Regions from separate parts of the Sus scrofa genome. Here region 2 is linked to region 1. Evidence: chromatin contacts called from public HiChIP or PLAC-seq data. All regions are on one chromosome and are shown on one strand. The core of a region is the stretch at or near the end of the contact, and the rest is flanking DNA. Distances in the headings are between cores, read along the strand shown. Region 1 holds the start of DAB2IP (disabled homolog 2-interacting protein). Region 2 holds the start of TTLL11 (tubulin polyglutamylase TTLL11).

Region 1 (3,699 bases), core at 828-3,327:
TTCACCACACACGGTCATTGAGGCTTGGGGAGGTAAATGGCCAAAGGATGGCTCTGTGCAGAACTGGGGCTTGAACTCGGGTCTGAATCCCTCAGCCAAAGGAAATTCTGTCCATCTGATGAGACCAGTACAAAAGTCACCTACTCTCTGAAGCCCTCCCTGATTTCCTCAGATGTAACTTCTGTTCAGGGACAAGTCTCCTCCTGGCTCCCTGCAGGCCCGGTGCTCCCTCAAGGCTGGCATGCAAAGCAGGGGCTTCTGCACAAGCAGTCGCTCAGGCTACAGGCAGTCAACCTATTGATGTGGTCTCCAGCCCAATCAGCAGGGCAGGAGGGGGACTTCCGGTCCTCTCCATGTGGGCAGGGATGGAGCTGGGCTGAGCAGTGGAGAGAAGGGAAGGTCACGCAGGACACGGAAGCAGGGACTCAGAAAAGGGAAGCGACTTGTCCAAAGTCACCATGCTTGAGCCCAGATCTCTGGGGGCCCAGGCCTAGCCCGATGGAGGGAGGAAGGGAGGGAGTGCCCAGAGGCCTCTTCAAGGACGGCAAAGGGCAGGGGATCACAGTCCTTGAGAGACCCTTGAAGACCGAACTCCCAGCACACCTGCTTGAATTCCCAGCCTCAGCTGAACCCTTCCACGTGTGGGGAACTCACTCCTTCAGGAACTCACTATTTCCTGAGGAAGCCCTGTACATTGTTGTTCAGCCCTGACTGTGGGAAAAGCCTTTTCCATTCTGGGGGAAGCAAATGAACAGTTACTGACTGCCTGCTTCATTTATCCTCAGACTGATGCGACACACAGACACATAACCAGTGCCCAGAGGGGTATTTGACCAGATTCCAAACACAGATTTGCTCTAACCCCTCTGGGTCAGGCTGGGCACCGGGCCAGTATTCCAGACTCCCAAGATAACCCAAGACTGTGTAAACTCAGCCCAGGTCCGGGCTAGGTACTCCCAAAGCACTGTCCCCCGTCCACCCATGGCACCTCAGTGGGCCTGAGCCATTGCAGGGATCCTGGCCTTTCCAAGGGCCCCTTTAAAGGCCTCCTCCTTCCAGGGAGCCTCCCCCCTCCCTCCTACCGGCTGTGGAAGGAAGTGCCGGCCCCCACCCAGCCCAGAAGGCAGCCCCCTGGATCGCACGTGTTTCCAGCTGAGGATCCTGTTACTGGAAAAAGAAAATGCTGCCTGCACCTCCCCCTCCAGGTCCTGCCTCCTGGGCTTGAGACACACTCTGTTGAAAGGAGTTGGCGCCCACCCACTCCAAGAGATTCTGGACAGATGTTACAAGCCACTGATCCTTTGGAGCCACCACCCCTGGGATAGGACCCCCTGATGTCCACCCACGTGTCTGCCCAAGAGGTGGGGGGGTGGTCCCGTAAGTCCCAGTGGATTAGAAAGGGATTGGGGGAGGGGAAGCTGAGAGGCCGGGCAATGCAGGCGAGGTGAGGAAAGCCAGATCCAGGCAGGAAGAAGTGATCGCCCCCTTTACAGAGTAAACTGAGGCACAGTGGGGGGAGAAACTGAGAGGTGGAAGAAAGAAGCTGAACTTTCAATTCGTGTTTCCCTGCCCTCGCCAAGAGGAGACACCGGAGCCCCAGTTTCCCCACGGGGGGGCGGAGGTAGGGCGGGGAAGGATGAGGGAGAAGCTGGGGGAACCCGGATCATGGGCAGCCAGCTGGGGCAGTATGGGGGTCCCCGGTAAATAGACAGCCGGAGGGTCCAGATTCCCTGGCATCCCAGGGCATCAGGTGGTGACCGGGAGGTATGGAGGGCCTGGGGTCAGGGGTCAGGGTGGCGCCTACCCCTGGCGGGCCGGGTCCGGCTGCGGGAGCGGCTCCTCTGTCGCTGCAGCCGGGGCCGCCTCAGCAGCCGGTAGTAGTAGGAGGGCCTCCCGGTGCTCTTCCTGGCGCTGCCGCCCGCGGACATGCTGCCGCCCGCCGGGCACCGGGCTGGGCCTGGGCGCGCTCACACGGGCCCCATCGCCCGCTCCGGCTGGCCCGGCGGGCGTCCCCGCGTTCTCCCGCGCGCCTCTCTGGCCGCCGCTGAGGCCAAGGCTGCCCCACAAAGTCGCTCAAACTCCTCCTCCTGCTCCCGCCCTCCCCGGAGCAGCCGGCCCCGCTGCGGGGGCCGGGGACCAGGAGGCCGGGCTGGCACCGGCCCGGAAAGTCAGTGCGGGAGAAATCCCGGCCTGGAGTCGGCGAGGCCAGGCGGGCCGGAGTGCCCGGGACCCCAGGCAGGTCCGCTGGAGGGTCACCGCCCTCACCTCCGCGCCTGAGAGCCCCAAGCCGGACCTCTGGGCGCTCCCGGCGCCCCACCCCTCTGGCGGGTATAGAGGGTGCACCGCCACGTGCGTGCGTTCCTCGCCACCGGCAGCGCGCTCGCAAGGCGACCAGTTGGGGTCCGTGCTCTTTAAATTAGAGTCCTAATGAGGCCGGTGCCCCGGGGCGATTTCTACCCCACCCTCTCTGAGCGGAGTATTCCCCCCTCCCACCGCAAACACCCGGCCAGGAACGCCCCCCGCCCCCGCGCCAGGTGGAAAGCCTTCCCTTTTACTCAGGATACTCACCTGTTCTTGAATAAAGCGTCCTGTTTGATACACATATTGTTTTTATATTTCTTTACAATTCGAGTATATATTTCAAGCACAAAAAAAGTAGAGAGAATATGACAAACACCCACTTATCCCTCGGCCCTTTGCCAAATCTGAACCTTTAGCTCCTTTGATTTAGACCCTCCCCAAAATAAACACCACAGACGCTGTGAGGTCTTCCTCCCACTGGGCACTTGCAGCAGCTCTGGCAGGGCTTCCGGAAGGGCAGAACTATCCTATCTGGGAAACTGAGGCGGAGAAGGGAGAGTACCAGCTCCCTCTATTGCAGCCTGCTGAACGCTTTCTCCAAGTTACCACAGTTCCCAGATCAGAACCTTCCACGGCTCCCCAAAGTCCACAAGCAATAAGTCCAAAGAACAGTCTTTGCCATTTGATGCTCCAAAGGTCAAATCACTCTCCAGCCTCACCTCCACTTCTCCCCTACTTCTCACTTGTTTTTGCTCTGCTCCCAGCAGGGACTGACTCCCTATGGACTCTTCTCTGCCTGGCCAAAGCCCATTGCCATGGGCCCACCTCCTCCAGCTCTCCTGACCACCATGGCTGATTGTCGGCAGGTATCCCTCTCCATCCTCCCTGCAGCAGCATTTATTTTTAACATTATTCTGACAACCACCTGCCTAAGCTCCACCCCCTCAAGCACAGAAGGGGAAACTGAGACCCTGGCAGGAGGCCTGACTTGCTCCCTGGCAGAGGCAAAGGGCCTCAGCCACGGCTCGGACAAGTGGTCTTAGGGCTGTGTTGGTGGAAGAGTCACACGTGGGGCCTGAGGGAGTTGGCTGTCCTCCTCCATCGCTGCGGAAAAGGTGGGGCCCTGGAGCGGGTGGGGCAGTCTGGGCAGGAATCCAGACCAGGTTTTGCACCTCACAAAGTGGACCCCCCTCCCTGGCTCCCTCAGCCAGGGGGGTAGGGCCCCCAGGTCTGAAGAAGCCTGGATCACAGCTGGAAGCCAGGCGCCTTCTCAGGACCGGGAGGGAGGGGCGGGAGGGGCAGTGCTCTTCCAAACCCTGTCTGGGTCATCAGAAGTTAGCGACTCCCTTGGCCATGCCCCCAGAGCTCTGGCCAATCCCTGGGGACCATGGAAAACCA
Region 2 (3,699 bases), core at 824-3,323, 470 kb before region 1:
ACTCACTTTTTACACCAGTACTCTGAGATAGGTACTATTATCATCACCCCACTTTTCAGATGAAGACAATAGAGGACAGAGGAACTCTAAGACTTGCCTGAGGTCACAAAGAAGGACACAAATTCCCGGCATTTATGTAGGGGAAAGCCATACTTTCCTCCCTAGGAAAGCTTCAGATGATTAAAATGCTAGGATACACAACAGGGTTTGCCATACAGGTGTGCTCAATGAACAATGGCTATTATGTTCATTCAAAAAGAAACAGTTAACCCAGAACTGCATATGAAGCCTTTTGCTCTCTTATTAGGATTGACCCCCTCCCCCTTGCAGGGACTCCAGTGCTCCCAGGGGGCCCCATCACACCCTGTCTAAGAGGAAGAGGTTTTTGGATCTGAGACTTAAAAATAAACAGCTCACTGAGAAGACAGGGGGCCAATGGCAGCTTGCACTAGGCAGAGCAAGCAACACTGGCAGAAGCCTAGAGGGGCAAAAGTGTGTGTGTTTGCCAGTAGAGCTGGGCAGCAGCTGTTCAGTTTTACTCAGATGTTTGTTGCTAAGGGACCTCCCATGCCCCTCATCCTGCTTCAGTCTCTTCAAACACCGGGCCTCGGGCGCCACCTGGTGGCAGCCTCTGATACTAACAGGGCAGAAACCAACAACAGGAATAAAAGCTGCCCACACCTCGGTCCCCTGAACTATCCCTTCCTGTCTCTTTCCCCGGAAATGGACTTGCTATAAGAGTTATAGAACAGCAATCAAGACACATTTTTATTAGAAAATTGTGTTTTCCAGTTATGAAAACAATGCACAGTCATCGTAGAAAACTGGGAAAACATAGAAAAGAATAAGGAGGAAAGTTGCCACCCTCAACTCCATCACCCAGAGCATCCACTATTAATAGTCTGGTATATTTGAATCCAGTGTTTTTTCTCTGCATGTAATTTTCTTGTAATCCACATAAGCTGAGGCTTAGTGCATATATCTTTTTAGTTATACATACATATACATGGATATGGACCATGTTTAAATACACGTGGCTTATTTTTGTGAACAAAGGCATGGTGTAGGGGTTAGTGTGGGTGTTGGGAGAGGGGTGCTAGTGTCAGACCACCCTGAGTTTGAATGCTGTCTTTGGGTAAGTGATTTCTTTTCTCTGAGTAGCAATTTCCTTCCCCATCTGTAAAATGTGGGAAAAAGAGGACTTACCCCACAGCTGTGGTAAACATTAAATGACACAACATATGCAAAATTAGTACAGCCCCTGGGACAGTGAGAATTCTCACTGATATCAGATTACCACGGAAATCTTAGTCTGACTTTCTGATTCTTAGCAGAAACCTCCAGAAATGAGATGGGTTACTGGGTCCAAGGGTAGGAAGAGCCTCCAGGTTGAAAGAGTTTGCCAAAACTGAGAGAAAAATTTCAACCAAGAGCGCATGTCTCCAGCACCACTGCTGTTCTCATTTGTCTCTCTGTTCTTCCAGGACCTGTTCATGCAAAACAGTCTTTAAGTATCACGATTATTACCAGTTCACGTAATGTTGCATCACCAGGATAATGTTTATCCTAAGTGGCTAAAGCTGTTATTGACATTTGCTATAATTCGCTTAAGTATTTAAGTATTTAATATCTGAGCAGTTTATTTTTCATTCATTCATTTGTTCATTCATTCATTCATTCATTCAAGAAATTGTTATTGAATGCCTACTGCCTGACAGGCACTGACTGGGCATTGGAATTTGCTGGTCAACTGGAACAGGACACTCCTTACTCACTGCATTTGGTCTTTAGCCAGTGAGACAGACCATTACAAGTAAGCAAACAAGTAAAACTCTGATTGAATAAGCTAGACACAAAGGGACAAATATTGTTTGATTCCACCTCTATCAGCTATTTAATAAAGCACACAGAGACAGTAAGATGGTGGTTCAGGGGCTGGGGGAAGGGGCATGGGGAGATATGGGTTAATGGGTACAGGGTTTCAGTTTGAGAAGGTGAAAAATTTCCACAGATGAATGATGATGATGATTGCACAACAATGTTATTATGTATTAATGCCACTGAACTCCATACCTAAAAGTGGGGAAAGTGAGACATTTTATGTTATGTTTGTTTTACCATAATTTAAAAACATGACATAATAGTTAAAGGAATGATTAATGTCTTCGACTCAACCACGAATCTTCAAAACTTCCCCATTCCATTGGGAGCTCCCTGAGAACCGGGATAAGTGTCTCCCCTCTCAGTCTGGGGCCTCTCCTAGGTCCAGAAAGGGATTTCTTCAAATCAGGAGCTGCACCTTGAGGGCCTGGCCTCGTCAAGTCCATCATCAGACTGAGGTGCTCCTTGACGGGGTCGTGCCTCCCTCCATCACACCAGGAGTTATCCCCGTGAGAGTGTATGGGGTGGGGAAAGGGAGCTTCTTGTTTGAAACTGATGTCTCTCAGTCCCAGCCCGGGCCTCACATGCGCCCAACGCCTTTCTACCCCCAGGTTCACCGCAGCTTCTCACCTCCAAGCTCTGCGCGCTGCTCAGGGTGGGCGGGCTGAGGACGCTTCCGCCCTCTTCCAATATGGCCGCCCCCGCCTCTGTGACAGGCCCGGTCACGTGGACAGCCTCGCCTATGAGGTCGCCGGGGCCTGGACGGCGATTGTCCCTTCCCGGGCCCCATCCCGAGTCGGCGACTGCCCTTGTCAACCGGAGCCTGAGCGATCATGGCAACGGGCTCGGGCGGGGAGCGCGTGGCGGCGGCTGCGGCGGCAGCGGCAGTTTGGTCGCGGGCCGGCGCGGCGGAGCGGCGGAGGCGCAGGCGGCGGCACTGGCGTTGGCACCGGCCGTGAGAGCCATGCTGCCGGGCAGCCCCGAGAGGGAGCTGACGGCCTGGTGGGAGGCGGAGGCCGTGGATGCGGCCAAGGCTCAGGCTGCGAAGGACCAGGTCCGTGTGGACCCGGGTGCGGCCGGGGAGCCGGAGCGCAAGGGGGGGAGGAGCAGCCCAAGGAGCCGGCTCCGGGGCCGCCCAGCGCGGCCGAAGAGGGCGATGCCCGCGTACCCCCGCGGCCCCCGCGAACGGTGCCGGTGTCCAGGCCGAAGCCAGCGCCGGCGCCGGCTCAGGGCCTCTGCCCGCACGGGAAGTCCAGGAGCAAGGGCCGCAGCTGCAAGCGGAGCTCTAACCGGTCCAATGAGTATTGCTCTCTGCGGCCCGTCACCGTGGACAGCTCCAAGGCCAGGACCTCCCTGGACGCCCTGAAGATCAGCATCCGCCAGCTCAAGTGGAAGGAGGTGAGGCCCGGCCCGCCGCGTGGGCACAGGGGGGTGGACTGGACTGGCACAGAGGGTCCGGCCGGCCCAGGCCAAGTCTGAGAGCCAAGCTTCAGCTGTGCGCTACACTTGTCAGCCGCAAACTTCTCATCCTTCAAAGCCTAGCCCCCAAGTCACTTAACTCAAGTTGGCTTCAGACCCCTCCGGGTTAAGTTAGCCATCCCTTCCTCTGGCTTCGCTGCAGCTCCATGGTCTCCAGCCATCAGCACTTGGCTCCCTGCATTGTAGATGTTTCTTTATATGTGTGTCTCCTCTACCAGTTTGCGAGTCCCCGGGGCCCTGGACCCTCTTTCACTTCCTATTAAGTTGTAGTTACTTAGCATTTACTATGTGACTCTTGGGGCAGTTGAACAGTTTGTACTTTGGAGGTAGACAGGTCTA

Evidence for each region. HiChIP or PLAC-seq counts read pairs in DNA pulled down with a chosen protein or histone mark.
Region 2: a contact with region 1 is called in an H3K27ac HiChIP or PLAC-seq map of skeletal muscle, with 3 times the contacts expected there. The contact joins the promoter of TTLL11 here to the promoter of DAB2IP in region 1. A contact is called at or near these places in 2 of 47 Hi-C or Micro-C datasets (both in skeletal muscle) and 1 of 2 datasets of contacts at active chromatin or transcription factors (skeletal muscle).

Annotation. Positions count from the first base shown.
Region 1 is chr1:261,730,658-261,734,356 of Sscrofa11.1, reverse strand. DAB2IP (disabled homolog 2-interacting protein) reads right to left here and starts at 2,077. Exons shown (of 18, transcript XM_003353636.5): 1 at 1,805-2,077. The coding sequence starts at 1,928.
Region 2 is chr1:262,203,125-262,206,823 of Sscrofa11.1, reverse strand. It overlaps TTLL11 (tubulin polyglutamylase TTLL11), which reads left to right and starts at 2,073. Exons shown (of 11, transcript XM_021068337.1): 1 at 2,073-2,975; 2 at 2,978-3,279. The coding sequence starts at 2,573. LOC110256220 (a long non-coding RNA gene) reads right to left here and starts at 2,584. Exons shown (of 2, transcript XR_002337477.1): 1 at 2,512-2,584; 2 at 742-2,073.